Regions from separate parts of the Callithrix jacchus genome. Here region 1 is linked to region 2. The links are chromatin contacts, called in public Hi-C maps. All regions are on one chromosome and are shown on one strand. The core of a region is the stretch at or near the end of the contact, and the rest is flanking DNA. Distances in the headings are between cores, read along the strand shown.

Region 1 (3,531 bases), core at 664-3,163, 390 kb after region 2:
AAGAAATATTTTTAAGATCTAAGCCCTGGACGCCATCCTGCGAGTGCTTAAAACCCCTAGAAACGTGCAACCTGAACAACACCCCCTTTCGAAGTCTAAAACAATATTAGATTACCAAAATATCGGTAAAGAAAATCTTACCGTCAAAGGCTTGCAGCAGGTTTCAGCTCAGACCCAGACTGAAAAGCTGAGCAGCTGGTGAACAAAAGTTTTAGTTTTTTTTTTTTTTTTAAACGAAGTCTGCAAAACTAATTTCCCTCAAAATAGAGCTCAATTTCCGTTAAAGAAAGCAGCGCTTACAAATCTCAGAATTCCTGATCAACCCCCACTCCACCCCACCTCTAAGCAATAGAAAACAATTCGATCTTTCACACGAATGTTATTGCGAAGCCACCATTCTGCAGCGTGACTTAAAAGAAAAGATAGGCTTAAACAGGGGGACTGGAAGAGGAGAGGAAAGGTTCTGCTTTGGGGACACCTCTCAAAGATTAATCAATACTTTTTCCTAATTCAAACCAGATGTCTAGCCCAGTTTGCTGTACCCATTAATCCCATTAACAACTTCAAAGACCTGGTCACCATCCTCTGGACACCTGAGACAATGAAAATAACAGGGCGACACTGCTGGTGGTGCAGTCGGGGCTCCGGGTGGAATAGGTGACTACAGATATTCTCCTGATCCGACACGTCCCAGATCCGACGTGACTGTTCCTCCTGCTCATTAAAGCCCATTCACTTGTGTATAAACGACTGTGCCCCAGCGGATCTTGTCGCTCACCAAGCAAGTGGCAGTATCAAAGCCCTGCCCTCGCTCTCCCATGCTTACTGGAGGCAAGTTATCGAGTTTATTTTCAGGGATGCAAAGATGTAATCAAGCGCCCAAGCTTAGTGAATTCTTAGAGCTATCGAAATTTAAGATTTCTCAGTAAATGGAGCAGTGGTGTTAAGAGACACGATTAGTGGATTTATTTTTGAGCAGAAGAGTGGATTTCTAGAGGGAACTGAAGAGACCTGGGCTAGCTCCGGAGGGGAGAGGCTAGAAATGTGCATGCAAATCTACACATCTCATGTGACTGGGACAAAATCGCTTGGAAATAATTCTTGACCCAGGAAAATTTCTTCTTGGTGGACGAGTGGCTAGGAAATTGAGCGAGACCAGGAAAGCGGGGGGGAGGGAGACTCCACCGGGCATCGCACGTGAGGATGCCAGAGAGCAGGCATCTGCAATTCGCGCTTACCTCCCACCCACCCCACCAGGTCTTCCTTAGGTCTTCCTCTCAGGTCTTTCCGCACTGTGAACCACACTTTCCAGGCCATGGTGCACGTCCCCGAAACCTCAGACCTGGCGTCCCAGCCTCTTAACCACCACCCACAGAAACTAACTGCGAAAACCTAGGCGCGCGGCGGCGCCCTGGGCACGGGAAGATGCGAAGTTTGAAAAACTTCCAGAGTGCGCCAGGCTAGCTCTGATCTTTTCCTTTAACCCTATCACTTCTTTCGTGTTCCTCAAAGGCTAGGCGTATCCCTAGCTTTTCTGCAGGTGACAGTTCCCAAATGACACTGACAAGTTACGTTTTCCCAAGAGAAAAATTAGTAGGTGGGAAACAGGGTGCTGGGTTGGCGCTGGTGCGCGCCGCGCCCTGGCCTCCAGAGTCTGGAGGGCAGAGCCGCTGCCCTCCCGGGCGGGATTTAGACGCTGGCGCGCCGCTTGTAGTCCTGGTAGCTGGCAGGGCTAGGCGGGCGTGGACGCTCTGCGTCTGTCCAGCCGGCGATAGGAAGTGGAACTGGGAGCGCGTGGCGCAGACTGAGCGGGAGTTTTGGAGGGAGTTTGCATGTGGTCAACTCTGGGCTCCTAAGCCAGCCCCCAGCTCACGTTACAGTCTATTTATAACCTCTCAGAGCCATTTCCCCCTGAAGGCAGTTCACTGGGACCACCTTCTTTTGGCTTCAACCTCTCCCACTCTTGACATCTGAGTAGCTCAGGGAAGCTCTTCCAGGTCCGACTGTTCATATGTAAAGGAGACTGGCCGTTAGGGCTCAGGACCGGGATTATCCGAGCTCTGCAGAAGTGCACGGCTATTGCTTTGAGAGGGGTAAAAAACATCACACGGTTTCCAGTGAAAAGTGACAGAGGGTGGTGGCCTTTAGAACCGCCGTGAAGTCTTCTGCCTGGAACCCGAAACTTGCATGCTATGGAACACCCGCTCTTTGGCTGCCTGCGCAGCCCTCACGCCACGGCACAAGGCTTGCACCCGTTCTCCCAATCCTCTCTAGCCCTGCATGGAAGATCTGACCATATGTCTTACCCCGAGCTCTCTACTTCTTCCTCATCTTGCATAATCGCGGGATACCCCAACGAAGAGGGCATGTTTGCCAGCCAGCATCACAGGGGGCACCACCACCACCATCATCACCACCATCACCACCATCAGCAGCAGCAGCACCAGGCTCTGCAAACCAATTGGCACCTCCCGCAGATGTCCTCCCCACCGACTGCGGCTCGGCACAGCCTCTGCCTCCAGCCCGACTCCGGAGGACCCCCAGAGTTGGGGAGCAGCCCGCCTGTCCTGTGTTCCAACTCTTCCAGCTTGGGCTCCAGCACCCCGACCGGGGCCTCGTGCGCGCCAGGGGACTACGGTCGCCAGGCACTGTCACCTGCGGAGGCGGAGAAACGAAGCGGTGGCAAGAGGAAAAGCGACAGCTCAGGTAAGAGAGCGCCAGGCACCCTCGAGAGTGCGCGCCGGCCTGGAAAGGGGGCGGGGAGATGCCAGGGAAGAGTCTGGCCCTGGAGGGTGGCGGCGGGGAAGAGGGGAATGTGTTAAATTCGGCGGTGAAGCTTTGGTCCTGTTATTTGGGGGCACGTGTTTATCCGAGAGCAACACAGCTAGCAGCTCTAAGCTCTCCAAGGTCCTAAACTAGTTTACCAGAAGGTTGATAAAAAAGGACAAGTGGCTGTGAAATCGATTGCGAAGCGTGACCTTCCATCCCAGCGCGGGGGAGGGAGGGGCGTGTGCCCAGGGATGCCGCGTCCGTTGGGCAGGCGTGCGTGCGTGCGGGTGCTGCTTCTTGACTTTTCTCTTGCAAGTTCCCGACTCTGAGTGGCTTGACTTTTCCCATCGTAAACTGGATTTCCAAATTATTGCACAATATTTGGAACTTGCAATGGAACTTGGCAGAGCACATGAGAAAAAAAAAAAAGTTTTAGTTTTTTTTTTTTAAACATTCTTGTTTGAGAGTTCTTTAAATAGCACCCTATTTCAAATGGTAAAAATTTCCCCTTCTTAGGGAAGAAGATATTATCTAGGAATTCAGATTTTAAGGAATGTGTCAGAGAATTGTAAATAAATACATGCTCACGCTGGAAGAAAGACGAACCTTAATATAGTACATGTTCATGTTGTGTAAGTTAATTACAGAATCTAAATTTCAAGAGTGGAAAATAAATCCCTCTACCAAGTTGGTTTTAGCTGCGGCAAATACTGGGTAGCGAACAGCAACTTGGGTAGTGTCAGTTAGCTACGTGCCTGAAGG
Region 2 (3,837 bases), core at 843-3,342:
AACCTTCACTGATTATTCAGTTATAAATCAATAAACTTTAAAATACACATAAAATGTTTCATATTCTAGAAGAATTCATAGAAATTCAAGGATATCAAATATGTTAGCATGGTTCTAGAGGGGAAAACAAATGGAGATTGGGGAATAGGCATAAAAGATCTTTTTTTTTTTGTGACAGAGTCTCACTCTGTCACCCAGGCTAGAGTGCAATGACAGTCTCCTCTGCCTCCCGGGTTCAAGTGAGTCTCCTGCCTCAGCCTCCTGAGTAGCTGGGATTACAGGTGCGTGCCACCACACCTGGCTAATTTTTGTATTTTTAGTAGAGACAGGGTTTCACTATGATGACCGGGCTGATCCTGAACTCCTGACCTCGTGATCCACCCACCTCAGCCTCCCAAAGTGCTGGGATTATAGGCAGGAGCCACTGAGCCCTGCGCTGGCATAAAAGACCTTTAACAAAAAATGAAACACAAAGATAAGATGGTGTTCTTGTGTTTTTGGGGACACTGAAGTGTCGTTTTCTAGAATTAAATGGTTTATTTGCAATGAACACTTTCTAAATTGTCTTGTGATAAGAATGTATTTTTTTTTTCCTGTCAAATTGACATTTGTTGGACTAGGGCAGAAAAGAGTCAATGGAAATATTCCTCAAATGCAGAGATGGGAAGTAGTATCCAGCAACACTCTTGTGGTAGCGAAGGATGATTTATTTTGGAGACAACTACAGTTGAGAGTTACTTGTGTTCTGCATCTATCTGGGACATTGTTCAAGGTGGTTAAACTTCTGGAAATATAAGAGGTACATGAATGTATTACAGCTTTCTTACAAAGAGACCTCAGAGTAAGGGCACAAGCACAGCCCAGGTATCTAACTGTGTGAACCCTCATCCAGACTATCTGAAGAGATGTTCCAAGAGCTGGGAGCTGGGCCTGAGACCGGGTAAAACTGTCTAACAGGCAAGACTGAGAGCCAGGGGGAACTAAAGCCTGCATCTGGAGTGAGTGATAAAAACCAACAGCTAAAACTTGCGTAGCACTTACTATGTATCAGGCACAAGTGTAAACACTTTACACATGATAATTGTTCAGTCTTCACAACACAGGTGTGGTGTTATGAATGAGGAAAATGAGCAACAGAAAAGTTATTTGCTGGAGTTCATCTTGTTATTTAATAGTAAATGGTTGAACTGGGATCGTAATTCAGAAAGACTGCTAGTGTCTATGTTCTTACCTAATATTGCCTCTGAAGATTGGGGAGGGGCTCAAATAATACAACCTGCTTAATGTCGTAGGTTCTAATGGGCTTGCAGAGACATTGTGGAATTAAAACCAAGATGTGCAGGAAAGGCTGGTAGGCTTTGGGTAGTAAGGTCAGAAAAAAGGAGTTGGGAGAAATTCCTCGAGGTGCCCCTCTGTGGAGGCAAGAGTTCTGAGAGCCCTCCAGTCAATGTACGTATTACCACGGTTTCAACCACGGCGTCACTGGAGCCATAGAGTGGATTTCCAAATAATAAGGTCGCCAGTGTGAAGGCAGCCAAATCAGGATTCTGGAAACATGATACTCTTTGTTTTGGTGACGTTGGCAGCCCTCTCTACTTTTCCTTTCTGGATGAATAAAAACCCCAAACATCATGAGCCGGATGTTTGAATGTTTTCAAACCTTGTAATTTTGTAAATTGTCTGTTCCTGGCCCCTTCCCCACACTCCGACCCTAGCTGAATGTCACAGTGTTCTTCCTTTCTGTTGACTTTCGAATGAAGAAAGTGTGGTTTGAGTTTGTTTTCTCAGCAAGGTGATGGCAAAAGGATATTTATGGTGTTGAAGAATTTTAATTTTCTCTCACACAACTAGGATGTATAGTATATTTAAAATCCTCTCCAGGATATCTGCCTTCTGCCCAGATAATAAAATTGATCAGATGTTTTGAGGTTAAATAAACTGTTGTAATAATCTGGCAGCTGCCTGCTGGTTGTGGTTTTCAAAAGCAATTACTCACTCTGGAGTCAACTTTGAACTCTACATTTTAATTGAAAAAGCTAATTGTAGGCTATTGCTCCTGATTTAGCATTTGATTTGGCAGATTAGGAAGTGAAAAGACTTGTGGAGGGGCGGAGAGAGGAAGAGAAAGTAAGCAGGAGTGTTGCTGAGCTCAGATTCCTGTTTATTTGTGAGTGTTTTCACACAGGGTAGATTGTATGCTAACTACAGAAAATGCAGTTGGACTAAGAAGTCTCTGAGGCATTCATCTGAGGCTTGTCTGCAAAATCCTTATTTTTGGCTTATTTGCTCACTCTCTCTCACCCACACATAGAGAGAGTGAGATGCTACATATGTTACTATCTTAGCTGTAATTCAAATCTGAAAAGAATTTGTAAGAATATTATCAGACCATCTTTGAGGAGAAGCTTGTTTCTTAAAATGTTGGAGATACTAATGGACAGAGATGGCTACTGACTTTCACTAAAACACATCTACCAATTTTTACTAAAATTCAGCACAATATAGAAATCATTCATATGAGTGCCCAAAAGAACAAATCAATTAAGATTTGCAATCATTAAGGTTTTGAATTGCAATCATTAAGATTCTGAATAATTAGAAAAAAAGACAGCTACAGTCATATTTTTCCATCCAGGTCAATTATTAGCATCCTCTGACTGGCCAGAAAATAGCTGTTAGAGCCAAGCTAAGAAGAGTGAGAATTTGCATTTCTGCAGTTCTTTTCCTCATTTAAAAGCAAAATCTTTTTTGTACAAATATCCACAGGGATATCTGTAGCCTTCCAATGGTGTCTGCCAGACCTAGGTTAGGTTTACTTAGCACGGATGATATGGTGCATTTTAGAGATACACATTATTTAAATTTTAAAAAATGCATATGTATATGTTTGTGACTTAGAACTTTATGCTCTGAGACCAATTGACAAACTCCACCAGGAATTTCCTGTGAATATAATAAAATGTTGACAGTCCAAATTAGAGCTGAAGTGAAAAGCATAGAGACAGGAATACATTAATTTTATAAGACGTTTTCAAATACTAGTTACATGTCATTTGGAAACCCAGTTTAATTTTAGACTTTTTATGGAATGCAGATTTGGCTCATCACAGTTCTGTTAATGTTTTGTTGACCTCATAAATATAGTTTAATCCCTATGCATCACTTTCTGATCTGTAAGAAGATGATAAACATTCTTCCCACACATTTGCACTCAGCTCCTCTGTTGAAACAATAAGCAGGGTTGCAATACAGGAATTTGATTATGGCTTCAGAATCCAATGTTCTCTTTATCAGCTAAGAGTGGCTGAGATTTATTTGGTGTTTCAGTATCACCAAATTTGAAGATACTATAGTTAATGGAAAAAAAGAAACATTTGTGTTGATATTACAAGAATTATTCTGAAATATGGATATCCATGGAAATGTCAGCTGCCTACTACATCATTTCCAAGAGTCATTTTTGTGATCCTAATATTCATAAAGGCCCTCAAGTAAAAATGACTCATAAAAAGAAAGAGACCTTACAGATAGGAAGACTCTGATTGAAAACATTTACTTCATTCAAAATATATTTTTTGCCTATTTATTTGCTTTATATAGTTTACTCATAGATCTCTACTTTTGGCAAAATTCATCTTTTAGAATGCAGAAAAAAAAGATGACTTGTGTGGTAAGATTTTAAAACTTTTCTTCCTGTGGGAGGGAAAAAAGTTTGAAGAAAAAGTTAAACTTTTTAGATAATATTATTAGTGGCAGAAGTTAGAGACAATGGATTAATGCTTTAGTCATGGGAAATCTTCAGATCTGAAGAAAGGGAAAATAGTTACATAATGGTTT

Evidence for each region. A called contact is a pair of places that touch in the nucleus more often than the background predicts.
Region 1: a contact with region 2 is called in a Hi-C map of skeletal muscle, with 7 times the contacts expected there. The contact joins the promoter of MEOX2 here to the enhancer-like site in region 2. A contact is called at or near these places in 2 of 3 Hi-C or Micro-C datasets (both in skeletal muscle).

The regions. Positions count from the first base shown.
Region 1 is chr11:42,792,075-42,795,605 of calJac240_pri, forward strand. It overlaps MEOX2 (mesenchyme homeobox 2), which reads left to right and starts at 1,914. Exons shown (of 3, transcript XM_002751547.8): 1 at 1,914-2,706. The coding sequence starts at 2,193. It overlaps LOC144578358 (a long non-coding RNA gene), which reads right to left and starts at 2,747. Exons shown (of 2, transcript XR_013523934.1): 1 at 142-2,747.
Region 2 is chr11:42,406,594-42,410,430 of calJac240_pri, forward strand. No RefSeq gene overlaps it. Among named protein-coding and RNA genes, the nearest start is that of CRPPA, 360 kb to the left of the region's middle. Within about 2 kb of position 2,093, at least 2 of the 16 cell types and tissues checked have an H3K27ac peak or open chromatin away from gene starts, as enhancers often do. A contact at or near this core is called in skeletal muscle, where this site is marked.